Regions from separate parts of the Zea mays genome. Here region 1 is linked to region 2. A link is a contact called in public Hi-C data. All regions are on one chromosome and are shown on one strand. The core of a region is the stretch at or near the end of the contact, and the rest is flanking DNA. Distances in the headings are between cores, read along the strand shown. Region 1 overlaps LOC100383886. Region 2 overlaps LOC100274308 (putative RING zinc finger domain superfamily protein).

The links. A called contact is a pair of places that touch in the nucleus more often than the background predicts.
Region 1: a Hi-C map of ear shows a contact between it and region 2, with 5 times the contacts expected there. The contact joins two enhancer-like sites. A contact is called at or near these places in 11 of 25 Hi-C or Micro-C datasets (ear, endosperm, leaf and 4 more) and 1 of 3 datasets of contacts at active chromatin or transcription factors (seedling).

The regions. Positions count from the first base shown.
Region 1 is chr4:211,465,439-211,469,459 of Zm-B73-REFERENCE-NAM-5.0, reverse strand. It overlaps LOC100383886, which reads left to right. Exons shown (of 10, transcript NM_001346823.1): 9 at 911-1,032; 10 at 1,111-2,155. The coding sequence ends at 1,683. Among protein-coding and RNA genes, the nearest start is that of LOC111591370, 10 kb to the left of the region's middle. Within about 2 kb of position 2,034, at least 9 of the 20 cell types and tissues checked have an H3K27ac peak or open chromatin away from gene starts, as enhancers often do. A contact at or near this core is called in ear and root tip, where this site is marked.
Region 2 is chr4:211,134,346-211,138,700 of Zm-B73-REFERENCE-NAM-5.0, reverse strand. It overlaps LOC100274308 (putative RING zinc finger domain superfamily protein), which reads right to left. Exons shown (of 15, transcript NM_001148671.2): 15 at 3,344-3,617. The coding sequence ends at 3,486. Among protein-coding and RNA genes, the nearest start is that of LOC100274308, 8.7 kb to the right of the region's middle. Within about 2 kb of position 3,005, at least 14 of the 20 cell types and tissues checked have an H3K27ac peak or open chromatin away from gene starts, as enhancers often do. A contact at or near this core is called in ear and root tip, where this site is marked.

The sequences.
Region 1 (4,021 bases), core at 785-3,284, 330 kb before region 2:
GGTAGTGTGGCTATGGACATGTTACATTATTATGTGAATTTTTGTTATATTCATATTTTGTCCATGTTTAAAAAGACGTTTTAAAGCTCGCTTAAATGTTTTAAAGTTAAAAAGTTCTCATGAGCGCTTCAACGTTTTATCGCTTTAATAACCTTGCAACTCAGTCACAGTCCACTGGGTCTATGAGCTAGTTTTTGGTAGACTAGTTACAGTCAGGATTTGAGAACTTCAGCTATTAGGCTATGGTCAACAGATCATGCATATGACCATGCAAAGTACTCTTTTGTACTGTAGACTGCACTGTTTACATAGTGTGGTTTGAAATAGGAGATGGAGATAAGTAAGCTGTTGGAGCCTTAGTGCATGGAGATCAGTGATCCACATGCTCAAAACATGACCTGCCGTTTACTATCACTAAATTTCTATATGCCTCTTTTGAATTATCATATTTTCTTTTTTCTTGTTGGTTTTCATCCTTAGTCTACTTGACTTGCTTGGGACTAAATGTTTTTGGTGGGGGTTAAAGATGGGAACCTGGTACTGAAGGCATGTTATAAACTGCGCTGAAGTTAACTTCCTGAGTAATTCTTCTTTTTCACTTGTAAGGTGAGTTGAGAAGTTGACATTATCATCTTCCGACCAATTTGTGCTGATGAAATTTCCTATTTACTTCTATGTGCTCTTTAGACATGATCTATGTACATATATCGCTAGAATAATAGGCATCTTGAGGTCGAGAGTTCTGTTTTGAGGGATTGAAAATATAATCAGTACTTTGCACATTCGGTCAAGAAGCTACATTATGGCATATTGAGAAGCTGTGATTTTTTTTATCATCTTTACATGAGCTATGCCATTCCTGTGGATGCTAATATGGGTACCGCTTCATTTTGTTTTCATTGTAATACAGAGAAAGCAAGGATTGAGGCTCAGGTGAAGGCTGCTGAAGCAGCTGCACAACAAAAGTTTGAGGAAGAAATGAGGGTGAAGCGAGAGCAGGAAAGGGAAGCAGCACGGCTGGCAGTACGCATGGTACAACCTGCTTGCGGTTTTCTGACCTGCAAGTTTATATGCTTGATGGTATGAAGGGATAAATCTCCTCTTGTGCAGATGAAGAAGACTGTTGATATTGACAACAGTGACTTCCTAAAGGAGCTGGAGAACTTCAGCAAAACGTGGCAGTCGAATCCACCTGGCAAATTAATCGTGGATTTTATTGATGGGGACTTGCCACCGGGGTTAGGGAGCCCTCTGGAGAGGCTTGGCCTGTTCATGAAGAACGATCTCGAGGATGAGGTGGAACAGGAAGTCGAGGACAGCGCATCACCCTCGATGGACGTTGACATGAGGAAAGATTTAGCAGGGCATGAAATGCAAGACAGCATATCACCCGTGAAGGTCATTGGCACGAAGGATGACTTCCAGGGAGCGGACATTAACACGAGGAAAGATTTCCAGGAAGACGCAGCAGGGCATGAAATGCAAGACTGCATATCAGCCGTGAAGGTTATTGGCACGAAGGATGACTTCCAGGGAGCTGTAGGGCATGAAATGGCGAACAGCCTATCACCATCCACTTTCGTTGACACAAAGAAATATTCCGAAGGGACAGAACATGAGATGGTGGATAGCATATCGCCTTTGATGGATCCTAACACCGAGGAAGGGGAGATCAGCTGCTGACGTTAGCTACACTTGTCATCCACATCATTTGTTGAGTTCGTGAGGCAGACATCCTTGCTGGGTTGTTGGATTAGGCGACATCATAAGCAGAGTGACGAAGAAACGCTATTCCCCTCTGGTTGTGTCGTAGAACAATGTGGAGAACATGTGTCAGCCGAACTGAGTAGTGGTTTTGGCTTTGTTGCGGTTTTTTTTCCTGTCGTGGTCTTGTCAGTCGGGCACTCCGCTGTATGCTGGGTTACCTGAGCTCGTCAGCTGGATGACCTGTATAAAAACATGATGAAATTAGGGAGGGGTTAATTTAGTGCTAGTATATATTGTAGGTGTAGGACTGTAGGAGCTTATGGTGGAGCCGGCTGCAGCACACAAGCTATAGCATTGTTCTCAGATTTGGTCAGCGCGCCGTAGTACCTTGTTACTGTATTCATTCTAAAACTTGAATAAAATGATGCCAGTCGCACAAGTTACTGTAGGAGTAGCTATGACATGTTATTTGAAATACTGTGTTCGGTTTATTCGATGAAAGTGACGCTTCCTGAGTTCATTTCTTAAAATTTAGTGGAATAAGTTTATTTCTCATATTAGCAATAATTATATGCCTACGAGGAAAGGTGCGGTCATGTACGAACTCATCTTAACTATATATTTCTAAGAAATGAGGTGACGATAACTATCAGGTTTCATATATTTCTAACAGTGGGGCGGCCGAATCAAGCAGAGTCAGGCTAAGACATATTTTGTCCTTCAATAAAAGCTCAAGACAAAATTACTGAGTTTTTATACATTTCCTTATTATTAAACTTTGGTAATGAAAGATTTTATAGGAGCTCCTAACATCTTTGTCTACAGTAATTATTAAACTCTCATGTCTACAGTACACAGTCGATACCAAGTATAGGTTGGCCCGGCCCGGCACAACACTAGCACTATTAGGCACGACACTATTAGTAATCGTGTACAAGTTAAAGAAGAATGTGAGTTGGAGTCGAATCCAGATTATTGATATAGTAGATGATGATAGATTACCGGAGATCCTATCACTTTGACTGGTTTTTTTTTCTAATCTGACTAGAAGTCAGTAGCCCCCGAGCGTGAACCGTGAAGTCACAAGAGGTCGGTATAATTTCCCTGAAACAATAATAAGGAGCAATACGAGTAGTATTCTTTGCAGAAGAATATTTCATTATAAATAATATCTGTATGACCCGAATAAGTCATTCAGATAAACGAAAAACAATTCACATATTCAAATATGTGATAAATAAATAAAACCACTTACAACCCGTTTGGATGCCTAGAAATGAAATCTTTTCCAAGAAATAAATTCCAAGAAATGAAATATATAGAATTCAATCGACTAGAAAGTGATTCAATTCCATTATTTTTGTTTGGTTGTACAAGCAATTGAATTCCTAGAATTAAATTCTAGATGTTGTTTGGACACTTTGCACACGGAATTTGAATTTGAATACAAACAAGGATCTTTTGACTTTGCATCTGCTTAAAAATGAGCATGAACAATTTACAACTATCAGAAACTATTAAGTTCACAAATAACAGTTCCACAAAGGCAAGTCACACATAACAGTTTCACAAAGTCATCAAGTTCGCACATAAAAGTTCTACAATGACATCAAATCTTCACATAGTAGTTTCATAAAGCCATCAAGTTCGCACACAATAGTTTCACATAGCCATCAAGTTCGCACACAAAAGTTTCACAAAGACAAGTTCACACAATCAGTTCAACACATAGATCTAAGTTCACATATAAGTTGTTTCACTTCCTTAGCTGCATCATAAGCCACCTCTTCCTCCTTTCCATTGGGAGTGCCATCATCGACTCAAACTTGCGTGCATTAGAGGTGAGGATGTCATAAAAAGCTCAAGTTCTGTGTCTTCATCAAGTCCCTCAACCTCTTGTAATGCGGCGAGAACTTCGGCGGAAGAGGGTAGCTTTGGACCGTCATCTTTCAATGCAGATGTAAGCATGTCAAACTTATCACACTACATAGAGTTAAATGAATCATATGATCTTTGTCTTTTTAAACTACTCGAGAAAGATACATAATATGGAGCATCCTTGCCTCCGGTATCATTCTCTTTTGCCATTTCCTTTGAACTTTCAGCTGCTGTTTTAGTACCCTCTCTATTTGCTTGGTCTTTATTGTACACTAGGCTGAGTAGATCCCAAAACTTCACAACCTTATGTCTATATCCTTTTGCTTCCTTATTCCTCTACCAAAAAATTGTTACAAAGATACATCAACAAATAAACTTGGAATTGAAACATAAACTAAACTGCAAAAAATGGAATAAACTACTAGGCAACATTAGC
Region 2 (4,355 bases), core at 1,756-4,255:
TTGCCAAGTGCCACAATCTATCTTCCTCCAAAGCCACAAAGAGGATGTGTTGCATCATGTATCTTGTCTTCTAGCTCTTGAATTTGTCTGAAAGCCTTTGCAAAGATGATGTCCGCTGCACTGCCTGTGTCAACCAGAACATTATGGACCAGAAATCCCTTGATGACACAAGATATAACCATGGCATCATTCTTAGGATAATCTTTGAGCTGAAGATCTTCCTGGGAGAAGGTAATCGGAATGTGAGACCACTTGGATTTGATGAAGGGTCCTTGCACCCCAACATGCTACACTCTTCTTTGTTCTTCCTTCTTCTGCTTCTTGTTGGCTGGTTCAGAGCTTGAACCACCTGTGATTGGGAGCACCAGCTTCATGGTCGAAGGTGCTACAGCTTGGTTGTTGTGCGAAGCCATCGTCACAACTGTGGAAGTGAGTTCACTGGAGGTGGGCGCCAATGTTGGTCCTTGTTCTCAAATGCTATACATCAAGAACAAGACAACGCAATTGTTAACGATTAGAGACCTTCGTCCTTTGAAGTATTATCTCCCTTGGGATATAATGAACTTCAATATTGTGAACCTTGCTTGAATGTCATGTAGATATAAATGCTAAGTTCAATTAAGCTCTAGTATGATTCTCATAGACGCATGTATGGACTAATAGTAATATGGTCAAGTCAATTCACGATTCCTCATATCTTATTCACTTTGGCTTGACCAATCCTCTTAATCACTTCAACCTCTATTCTGATCATATATATGTAGTGATTTCTCAGGTCTTGTCCATATATATATTTAAACCAATACAGAGACCATATTATATCCATTTGCATTGTCTCATTGGTTATTTAACCTTGTGTTCAATCTTTGTTCACTGATCATTATACACTATTCAGGTATGTTCATCATACTGAATTTCCTGTTCAACACTTAGCAAACTTGTTAGACCTTTAAATATGTTGTTATCCAAATCACCAAAACTCACAAAAGGGGTGAATACACTTTCATAGTGTTTTCCTGTGCCGGGAGTCCTCTCGGTAAACGTGGTTGTTACCGAGAGTAGGACTTTGCCGAGTGTGGCTCTCGACAAAGACTTCTTTGCCAAGTGCCCAATAAAAAGCACTCGGCAAAGCGTCGAGCACTCGACAAAGAGTCAGATTCTGGTAGTGTGTGGGGTGGTACGGCGATGAATCTGTATTGCTGGCTCAATCAGTTTGCTTATTCGAGCTGGGGCACCACAAGTTTTTGCCTATTGACATGTTGATCAGGCAGACATGGCTGAAGAGGATGCAATCCGAAACGGTCTCGGTGCATCAAAATTCTATCAAATATTTATATTATCTGATCACAAGAGCCGATGACTTGCATCGAGCTGAGTCCTTACTTCGGGAACAAAACAACTCATGAAATCAATTGTTTCCTAAATAAGACGACCATAGGATCTTACCCCTCCCCGGGGCAAGATCTGGTTGTCAATCCAAGAGACCTCATCCTCGACTGTCTCTTAATTCTTAGACGACTCTACGTCGTCTGGGGACGTCCCAGGTGACCTGTCGACCCGGAGCACCCTAAGATCTCTCACCAGGGGGCAAGATCTAGATTCCAGCGAGGAAACAGAGGTTATGGTTTCACACATAGGCGTGTAGGGATGAAAACGAGACGAGGAAAATCCTGTACCGTCCTGTTTCGAATACCGTTTTTCCTGTTCGTTTTTTGAATTGTTTGGTAACCCATTAGAAACGGTACGAAACCGATTTAGCTAATATGAGATACATCAAGCGTATTATTTATTTGTTTGTGTATTTTTAATGTCTTAAAAATTAGGCAAAATGCCACTTTATTATGTATTTGTGGAAACTTGAAAATACTTATCTTTCCAACTAAGAGTTTATCGTTTCCGAAGAATCGGCAGGTTCGACCCCACATTTTGACCGTTGTTTTTCGTTTTCAGCCCGTTACAAAAAATATGAAAACAAAACCAATTTAGTCTGCATCAGACTGTGTCTATAGTTAGCTAGCTGTAGGTGTTTCTATGGATCATTAATTAGAACGCTGAAATCAAGAAATGTTATAGCCAAAACCTAGGGTACGTCAGAAGATTCGCTGCATTATTCTTTACAAAAAAAAAGATACAGAGGAGAGGGGGCTATCCGGCTCTCGGCAAGCGCTTCCAAGCGTGGTGTGAATTGTTAGTGGCAAGTCGAGTAATGGTGGTATGGTTGTGTGCGTGCTTTTCTTCTTTAATCAATTTCCATCGATGCATCGGATCACCCCCCGACTTTAATTCCTTTGCATGTATATATAATATACACCCAGTATCGTGGACGACTGGCGGCATGACTTTTGTCACATTCGTACTAGTCTATGCTCCCTCGCGTGACAACGCTTAACCCGAACCAAAACGCACTCTATAGTAGCTAACAACAGGTTTAACGAGTGACACAAAGAACTTTGTTATAATTAAAGAGCGACCATATCTGCTTTATTTACTTGAGAGAGAGAGAGAGAGAGAGAGAGAGAGAGAGAGAGAGAGTTTTAGATTATAATATGTGCAAGTGCATAGCTATGACATGTGGAGGTTTGATCACTAGTGCGTGATGTCGCAATTAGGTATAGGAATCCGTACGCATGCTACGTCAAGGACAACGAATCAACAAATAAATAAAAAGATGGACAAGGAGAGGGCACTACCATGGAGCCAGAATTAACGAGACGGGAAACGTCATTATCTATCTAATTGTTGGCAGACGATATTATCGTTATTTTTTTTGTGTGTGTTAATCATTGCGGGCGATATTTTAGCCCTAATCCACCGGCAGCGTAGATCGAAAGCTTTGGAAGCTCGCTCCAATAATAACGGAGTACGTATGAAACGAAAGAAAAAGGACTGGCAGCAGCATGCAGGACTGATGTGTGATGGCGAGTAGCAATGCAATGGGTGCTGCAGCGAGCAAGCACCCACAGTCCCACACCCACTTCCGTGCTGCAGGCAGGTTTTCCGGGGAGCGCCTCCTGCTACGGCCACGAAAAAGCTTGTGAATTTCGTGTATAGCTGCGCCGTCTGCTTTCCTCAGAGCAACTGCAGCACGAAAGAGGCAACAAAAGGCTGGGGCACCCCCCCCCCCCCCCCTATTGTTTTCTTTCTTTGTTGGAACTCCTGCAGCAGAATGCAATCGCCGTCAGGAGGAATCGGCCCATCAGCATTTTCTGCATCATCATGGGCGCCAGAAACGCCGTCCGCGTGTGAAACTAGCCTGGGGTATTTTCATTCAATTCAACCATCCCCCCCCCCCCCCCCCCCCCCCCGGACCTGCCGACAGAGCGGCGGTTCCGGCACCAGCAGCAATATAATTTCCTTGTCAGGTCCAGCCAGGATCAAACCAAAAAGGGTTCCAAACATGGACGCGCCACACTTCCTGACCATTTTGATGACACACACATACAATGGATGGTGATGACAATGGTGACAGAAACAGTCAAGTCTCACTAGGGCTGGTTGCCTCTTGTCGGGCGACACACGTGGTTCAGCTTCTTGGCGTGGTCAGGCCGATGGTGCTGGGTGCGGCACATGAAACCGTACCAGCAGCTCTCCCTCTCCGCAGCATCACGTGGAAGAAGCTGGAACCAAAAATAAAAACAAACATCACGAATTGCCATTAGCATACCAGTGGAACCTAACAAACAAATGTGTCTGTTATGTGCTGAAGATAATAAGATTCGGCTTAGAATGAAAGCTAACTTTGTTTTTGTTTTTTTTCTTCCTATCAGTGGAGGATACTGGAACCTACTTATAAATAACAAGCACAAAGTCCTCGGCATCTCTTGTAAGAAACATTCGTTATTGAAATCATCATGGTATTCGAAAGCAACAAATAGTTAGGCAGTCAGCACTGGACTTTTTCTTGGCCAGCTCGAATAGTCAATGAAGGATTTTGCCATGAAAGGAACTCATACATCGATCCATGCGTACAACTGTAAAGTTAAACCAAACTCTTAACTCGTATCAACCATGTTGAGTTTGACAGCACAAGCATTTAGACACAAAATTTCACCCAAAAAAAACACTCTAGGAGCACAGGAATGTGACAAAACTAGTTTTGAAACCCAGTTATGTTTCTGAAATTTGTTGCTCGACTAAATATATCGAGTAATATCCCATAAACAATCGCTGTTTCTTTTTTTTTTTTGGGCCAATTGTAATTTTTTTCATGTAATTTGGTAGGCAAGAACTCTTGTTTTTTCTTGGTATATGCATTTAAAAGTTGTCTCCGAAGTGTGTAACAGTATCCAAAGCTCTTAGGGAGGGCAAACTTACACTGAACTTGGAATGCAGGAAGCCTACACTAATGCCAACAA